Linked DNA regions of Oryza sativa: region 2 is linked to region 1. The links are chromatin contacts, called in public HiCAR-type maps. All regions are on one chromosome and are shown on one strand. The core of a region is the stretch at or near the end of the contact, and the rest is flanking DNA. Distances in the headings are between cores, read along the strand shown. Region 1 holds the start of LOC4329476 (GSH-induced LITAF domain protein). Region 2 holds the start of LOC4329483 (formin-like protein 7).

Region 1 (3,997 bases), core at 1,104-3,603:
AAAACCATCGAACACTGAGCAAGCCAAAGAACATCAACGGCGCTGCTTCCCCAACCCCAACTCAGCTCGCTCTCTTCCTTGCGTCGTAGCACAGCACCGCCACCATCCTCCGCCACTGCCATTCCCCGCCGCCGCCGCGTCGCACCTCCTCCGTCCACCGCCGTGCCTCCGCTGTTTGCCATCGCCTAGCAGCGGCGCCATCCGCTGGGCACAGCGCCACCGCCTCCAGAGGGCGCAGCACTGTCGGGTGCTGCCTAGAGAGGGCCCAACACTGTCACTTGATGAGCCAAATCTTGAGAGAGTGCTAGAAGATCTTGGTGCATTGGATATACAAGATGATAATGGCGCTTCAGCCACTTCAGTTACAATGGATGAAAGCAGCAATTGATTTATTGAGTTGTATTTGAAGTCCTAAACAATTCTATTTGAATTAGCTCTATGATGATGTTGATGTTATCTACCGTCTCTGTGAACTGGTTGTGATGTGTGAAACTATGCATGTTGATGAACTATTAATTTGTGATTTGCGTACTATTTGAAATCTTGCACTTACATATGCACTGGTTTAGCCTTATATTATTTGTATTTTGGTGAGATGAATCTAATGGTTGGTGACTTGGTGTTGGCATGCTCTGCTATGCTAAATTGCTAATTGCCTAGTTTACGATTTATTTTTTTTATTTTTATTTATATATATATACGCGTATCCCCGTATCTTTATTATTAGGAAGATGGCGTATCCGTATCTGTATCGTCGTATCTAGATAATATAATTGTGGAAAAAGGGCGCGCAGGTCGGCCAGGCAAATAGGATGGGCCGGGCCAAGCCTGGACACGTGGTCCCAACGACCAGCACTCCTTTAGTGAGCGGACTCATTTGATGTCTTAGGCTATTTCCAACACAAGACACTAACATAGTTTTCATAAACTGACATTACTCTTTTAATGCAAACACCACTATTCCATACTTAAATTTAATGTTACTTATCTCACATAATGTCTTAAATGTTGTGTAGAAACCATATCTCATGCGAGACATGGTTTCATTATCTTTTCTCATTTATTTATTTGCCACATCATTTTTCATTTTAGGTAGCAGTTTATTTAATGTTATGGACACTATCCTAGTTATTGGGTTGGAAATGGCCTTATATCATCTTTGATGAACATTACAAACATTGAATTTCATCTAAAGTCGATTAGAATGACTGTCGTGAAATAGGCCAGGCCGGTCGACTCTTGGCCATGCCAAGGTGGCCGTCTCGACATGGCTTAAGCGAATTGAAGGCTAGAAATTCATATGATTTCTCTTCTAAAATTATACGTGTGATGTGTAGCATTTCTGGAGGTGACTAGGGATTGGTCGCCCGATCCAAATCTTCGAAAAATCGGACGCTGACGTTAGCACCTGTTTTACGTGCAAAACTATTTTAAACTGATTTTTCTCTTAAATTATTTATCTAAATCATGATCCGATTGCACCATTAAATTCGTTGCAATTAAATCTTCAAAACAAGGCCACATATGGATATATTCCGATGAAAAAAAATAGCTTATTATTGATTTTTTTTAAATGTTGCACGATGTTTCACCAGGTATATCGGAATTGTTTCACTAAGTAGATCGAAAATGTTTCACCCGTTTAAATCTGGTGTTGTTTCACCTTATATAAAAACAATGTTTCAGCAAATAGCGAAAGAATATTTCAGTTCACTATAATATTTGATCCATACATAGTGAAATATTATAAGTACACTAGGTGAAATATTTTTCGGTGGAATAAAAAATAAAATGAAATCCCTTAATAGGGGGTTTCCAAAATATGTGGGTTTTTTTGGTTGCAATGGAGTATTTCAGTTTGTAACATTAGAACTATACATAGTGAAATATTGTGAATACACTAGATGAAATATTTTTGGTGGAAAAAATAAAACAAATTCCCTTAATAGGAGGTATCCAAAGGATTTTTTTCAATGGCAGGTGAAAGTAGAGGATGCGGTGGGACCTAGGGCCTGCATTCACGCATGTGGAGGGGGGAGGGGCACGCGGGGGAGCGCCAGATCGGGCTCCCCTGCGCCAGTCGCCCGGATTAAAGTAATTTCGAGCATTTTTAGAAAAAAAAAGCCCGATTGTGTGGAATGCGCCGGTAATAAACAAGGTCTCGTAATTTCTCCTATCTTCAACATTTGCTTTGTTACGTTTTTGACTAACTACATTTTCTAGAAGAGTTTTATGGAGTATTACGAACGATTACACATAAAATCCTATAAAATTTTCCAACGAAAATATTTTTTTTTCAGACCTTGTACAAACGCATACACATATAAATATCTTCTCCGTTTCCAGGCTTCCAGCCCACAACCTGACAGCCGCGGCGAGACAAGTCAAGATTCAAACCAACCCAACCCAACCCAACCGCCGTCACCGACGACGACCACCACCACCATGGCGGCCAAGGCGGCGTTCCCCGCGCCGGCCGGCGACGAGCCGGCGATCGGCATCCCGTACCATCCGGCGGCGGCGGGGGCCCAGGGCGGTTACTACTACGCGCCGGACCCCTACGCGGCGGGGATGCCCCCGCCGAACGCGATCTACGCCGGCGCGCCCAAGGGGGTGCCCCTGCAGCAGACCATGTTCCGCGACACCCCCGCGCCATTCCACTGCCAGGCCTGCGGCGCCGCGGCCGTCTCCTCCCTCCGGTGAGAACCCGCCGTACTCGCCCCCCTGCAGTCTTTTTATTGTGGCCTTTACCTGCGATTCGAAGGGATAGATGTGGAATTCGAGCGGTTGATAGGTCGAGATTGCCAGCATTCGGTGTATTGATCTGCAACGAGTACTAGATTGTTCGGTAGTCTAATCTGCACCGTGAAAAGGGAGAAGAAGAAATCGATACTTTCTAGGTTGTCGAAACCAGAGAAGCTCAAGCCCTGGTGGAGTTCCCCATGTTTTTCATGTCATCTGTTTCTTGTTATTCGTTTGCTCTTATCCAAGTCGCATTCACGATTGGCTTTCTGTTAAGTTGAGTTTCTATAGGGGAGGTGAGAATTTGAGTTATTGTTAAATTATGAATCTGATGATATGAGGAAGAGAATATAATAGGTTCATAGTATATCAGTTACAAACTTGTAATTACTCTCCCATTTTAAGGTTTACAACAGATGCAAATCAAGGGCCTAAGTCTGCTTGGACAACATAATCCTTACCAGTGCTTTTGTATCATCTTGATGTAATTGGATGAGTTCAATAAAAGATTCCATTATCTGAAAACATGAACTTACAAATACTACTCCCTCCGCCCCTAAATATAAGGGATTTTGGTTGGATGTGACACATCCTAGTACAATAAATCTGGACAAGAGCTTGACTAGATTCGTTGTACTAAGATGTGTCACACCCAACTAAAATCCCTTATATTTAGGGACGGAGAGAGTAGAAGAAAGGCATTCTTCCATCTGGTAGAAAACACTTTGAAGAGTTCCTTGTGTTCTGAACCCTTCTAGGTCAGTTGAAATAACATGTCAGAGCTTGTACTGGAAGCTAAAAGTTACACGAACATATTTAGCTTTCTTCTTCTAATGAAGAGTCTCGAGCGCTAGAGTTAATCATGCACTTAGGACATGTAACACCTAGTTTAGCTAATATATAACATGACCATCGTAATAAAACACAATAACAGAAATTGGCAGTCATATATACTAGCCACTTTGTCGCACGTTGCGTGACTTTGATGCCCACATTGACAAGTATGTAAAAGTTCTATGAGTAATGTCTATTGGATATATGTGCGGAATTTCAATTTTTATATGAAGAACTTGATAAAGAACTACTATGGATTTTATTTCATTTTATTTTTTCATCTTAAATTGAATAAATGTTTAACTTATCAAGTGTATAAATGTCTTTCAGTTTGAAAGAAGAAGATTCATTTTAATAGAATTCATATTTTATTAGTAGAAAAGTTTATTTTGATTTTTCTTTTAAAGTTGGGTTTCATGGT
Region 2 (3,997 bases), core at 677-3,176, 240 kb before region 1:
AAGGGTTTTGGATTGCCTTCATTAGGTATTTGATACCCTGAGGATAGTGATGTTTGTATTGGGCATGACATCTGTCTTTATAGGCATCTCCTTACTGGCACCCGACGACAGTAAAGGTTTGTGAAGTTCACTGCCGTGTGCTTTTACAGAAATATACATGACTTTAACTTGAGAATTCTTGGCAGTTGACACCAAAGATGGTTCTAGTGCCACCCAGGAACCTGCAATTGATGCAAACAGGTCTTGTTGAAATCTATTCTTTGCATTAAGATGCATCAAGTTTCAACCTGTATAGTGCAGAAATGTTTTGCCTGTCGCCTAAAACACATGTATCATTTCAGGCCTGGAAAGATGCAGACGGAGGAGACAGAAGTTGATGGTACTAACTCCTTCACAAGTTCAGTAAAAGTAAAAGCAAAACGCATACTGTCCAAGGCAAAGGTGATTTGTTTTTCTTGATAGAACTGATTCAAAATTTTGTACCTGTATTTGACTCTCATCTCATGTGATCTTCCTTGCAGTCGGCTTGCTCCATGTCACTTGGCCTTGGGGAGGAGACCATCAGCGCTTCATCGGTGCTTGCGATGCCGATGGTCTCCTCACGAACAACAGGGTTCAGAGGAATCGCAACCGACCGATCAAAGTACATTCCTTTGCGGTCGACCGATTGGGACAATCTATAGTTGACGATGATTTGAATTACAGGTATACAAGCCAAATGTCTTACTTGGATGTTGCCAAGCGGATGCCAGTAAATTTTTGTTGCTTCCGGAAGGCAACTGTTTATTCCACCCCTATAGCTTAGCTGTAACATGAGTGTATAGTTCGATAAAACTTCCCTTGAAACACTGTCCATACCCAGGTTGTTGTATTTCTTCGAAACAGGTGCCTACAATACTTGTATAAACACGCCACACATGTTAGAACAAACTTCAATGATTCAATTCACTCTTCCCATTGGTGTCCCAAGCAACTTTCACCCTGTTTTTTTTTTTAATCCTGCATCCTTCCCAAATTATATGCAGCCTCTTTTTGTGGAGATATCTTCATGTCATCTCGTGGAAAAGCTTCAGTAATGACAGCGAAAGACGTAGCCTTTCAAGGCAGAAATTTGCTGGCATGAAGCGAGCGTATAGTTATATAACTTGTCTGACCTGTCAATGCAAACCTATATGCTATTATTAATGACTGGTACAGCTACCGCTCTCCTGACGCCGAAGAAACGAACAGTAGCTAATTACTCCAATTGTAAAGTCACTGAGGAAAGACGGCGATGTGTGTCGATTAGTTGGCCAAATTAATCGTTGGCGATGGGTATATCACCACGTATAGTCCATAGTCTATACGGTATTAAAAAAATCTTTTTTTTCTTCGAGTACTAGTAAACGATTAATCGCACGACCGTGTCATTGTGCAGTTTTTTCCACGATACTGCGCGGAACGGCACTGTCTCTATCGATCGATGGCCATTTTTTTCCTGCAGGCTCATGAATCCGTGGTCCTGGAGGTAGGGAACACACGTATAACTTTCTGACAGTCACACACTGCGGGAGAGGAAAGTCACCGGGTTCACAAATGCTACCTGTCACTGATCATCGCTAGTTCCTCAGCCTCTTGAAATTCACAGAATTTTGCTCAAATTTTAATTTTTGGTTTACATCCCCCCGTGACACGTACGCGCACCAAACCCCAATTGCAGTGGCTCCCCGCTGATTGGGTTGGGTCGGGTTAGCTTTGGTTTCAATGCTGACCGTGTCAAGAGCCGAGCGCGCGAGCAACCACCACCTCCACATCGCTTCACGTAGACACGTCCACCTTCCGGTCGTCTTCCCTCCCTCGCGCGGCCACCGCGTCATCGTTCGCAGTCAGCTCGGTCGGTCGAGTTCTCCCTTCTTAACCTCACTCGTTCTGGATCTTCTCCTCTCGTTCTCCCCTCTTCTGCTCCGTACGTACGTGTTGGGTGCGCGCGCGTTGTACTGGAGGAGCTGAGGAAGCGATTGATCGATGGATCATCGGTGGTGGCCGCGGCGGCGGCCGGAGCCGGCGGCCATCGACATCACGTGGGTCTCGTGCAGGGGCGTCAGGTCGTCCGTCCCCTTCCACACGCCCTGCCTCTACGCCTCCATCTACCTGCACCACCCGTCGCCGTCGCCTTCGTCGTGCGGGCGCCGCCGCCCGCACCGCGTCAAGACCGCCACGGACCGCGCCGGCGGCGGGAACCCGGAGTGGGACGCGCCGCTGCGGCTCTACCTCCCCTCCTCCTCCTCGTCGTCGCCGGCGACGTCGAGCGACAACAAGGACGAGGTTCTCTTGCGGTTCGAGCTCAAGTCGGAGGTGGCCGTGCTCGGGGACGTGCTGTCCGCGACCGCCGCCGTGCCGGTGTCCGAGCTCGTGGCGGACGGCGCGACGCGGCGCGTGTCGTACCAGCTCGCCGGGCCCGACGGGAAGCACCCCAACGGCGTCATCTCCTTCTCCTACGCCGTCCACGCCGCCGCCGCCGCCGACACGTCGTCGTCATCACCCAGCAGCGACGCCGACGACGACCGGAGGAGCACCACCACCACCACCACCAGCGGCAGCGAGTGCGACGAATACTCCATCACTCCACCTCGCTCAGCCGCATCCAGAGCGATCACTCTCCCTCCGCCGCCGCCGTCGTCGACGATGTACCCGGCAATAGACTGGCCGCCGACTGAGCAACTCATCCCCATGCTACTCTACCCGCCGGCGAAGCCTCATACTACGGCCATTGTCAAGGGCTCGACGTGCTACCCTCCTCCGCCACCGCCGTCGTCGACTCCTCCGGTGGAGCCCGTCGCGGTATTCCCGCCGCCGCCGTCGCCGGCGTGCGGCGTGTACTACCCGCCACCGACAGTGAGGGAGCCGGTCATCAACAGAAGCGGGATGTACCCGAAGGTAGACCTTGATATTCCGGTGAGTTGCTACCCGCCGCCGCCGACGGCGGCGACGATGTACGGCGGGGGATGCGGGTACGCGGCGGCGCCGGAGTGGGACGGCCGGTGGTTGCACGGTTGAATATATAGCACGTGCGTCATCGTCGTTGCTGCGCGCGGGTTCGATCGTTTCTTCATTTGTGCCGCGCGCCCTCTGCCTCGTTTTTTTAAATTATTTTTGTGTTTTAAATTTGTTTGTTTGCTTAAAGGTGTGTGTTCACGCTAAAATTAGAAGTTTGATTGAAATTGAAACAATGTGACGGAAAAGTTGGAAGTTTGTGTGTGTAGGAAAGTTTAATGTGATGAAAAAGTTAAAAGTTTGAAGAAAAAATTGGGAACTAAACCAGACCTAAGTTTAAGTTTTGGGCATAGGCGGAGAATGTGGGCGGCCTGTAGTTCTTCTTTGCTGCTTCAATATACCCTTCCTACTGTATTTTGTAATTTTTTGAGAAAATATACTGTGCTACTCGTTGGAGTTCTATGAATTACAGGAGCTTATTACTTTATTACTTTAGCCTATATAAACAATCATCTTTACTCGAATTACAAATTAATTAATCTACTGGCCTACACTAGAAGCCATTGAAATTGATTCCTTGTTTTTCTTCTTTTCTTTTTCTCCTTCTTCGGCTTTGCTTCTCTTCTTCTCGCTAGATCGAGCGCCGGTAATTGAGATAGCGTTATTAACCTCTTCCAGTGCAATTACAGATCGGTATCTATTAGGGTTTAGGGTTTTGGCCGAGAGATTAGAGCATCATTGGTACGGCTCGGGAGCTTATCTCCTATTAATACTCAAAATCAGTTTTAACCGATCACAAAAACTAATTTCTCTCTCATCTCTTTAAATTAGACTCGTGGGCTCATCCAATAAAATCAACCAACACTACTATAATCTGTTTTCACTCGGGAAAAATAAAAAATGGAATTGCTAACCTTCATGCAACAAAAATTTAGGAGGATTTTTATTGAATGTTTGACCATTGAATACGTGTCAAGATTGGCATCCACAATAAGGCGGCAGTGGTCCTATTCTGGGTTAAGGT

The links. HiCAR-type assays count read pairs that join an accessible place to other places.
Region 2: a contact with region 1 is called in a HiCAR-type map of leaf, with 2.5 times the contacts expected there. The contact joins the promoter of LOC4329483 here to the promoter of LOC4329476 in region 1. A contact is called at or near these places in 1 of 15 Hi-C or Micro-C datasets (leaf) and 1 of 4 datasets of contacts at active chromatin or transcription factors (leaf).

Annotation. Positions count from the first base shown.
Region 1 is chr2:19,062,992-19,066,988 of ASM3414082v1, reverse strand. LOC4329476 (GSH-induced LITAF domain protein) reads left to right here and starts at 2,353. Exons shown (of 3, transcript XM_015767434.3): 1 at 2,353-2,699. The coding sequence starts at 2,446.
Region 2 is chr2:19,301,144-19,305,140 of ASM3414082v1, reverse strand. It overlaps LOC4329483 (formin-like protein 7), which reads left to right and starts at 1,926. Exons shown (of 1, transcript XM_015771611.3): 1 at 1,926-3,439. The coding sequence starts at 2,005. The coding sequence ends at 3,036. LOC4329484 (probable magnesium transporter NIPA8) reads left to right here. Exons shown (of 13, transcript XM_066307590.1): 10 at 26-116; 11 at 186-240; 12 at 342-441; 13 at 522-969. The coding sequence ends at 683.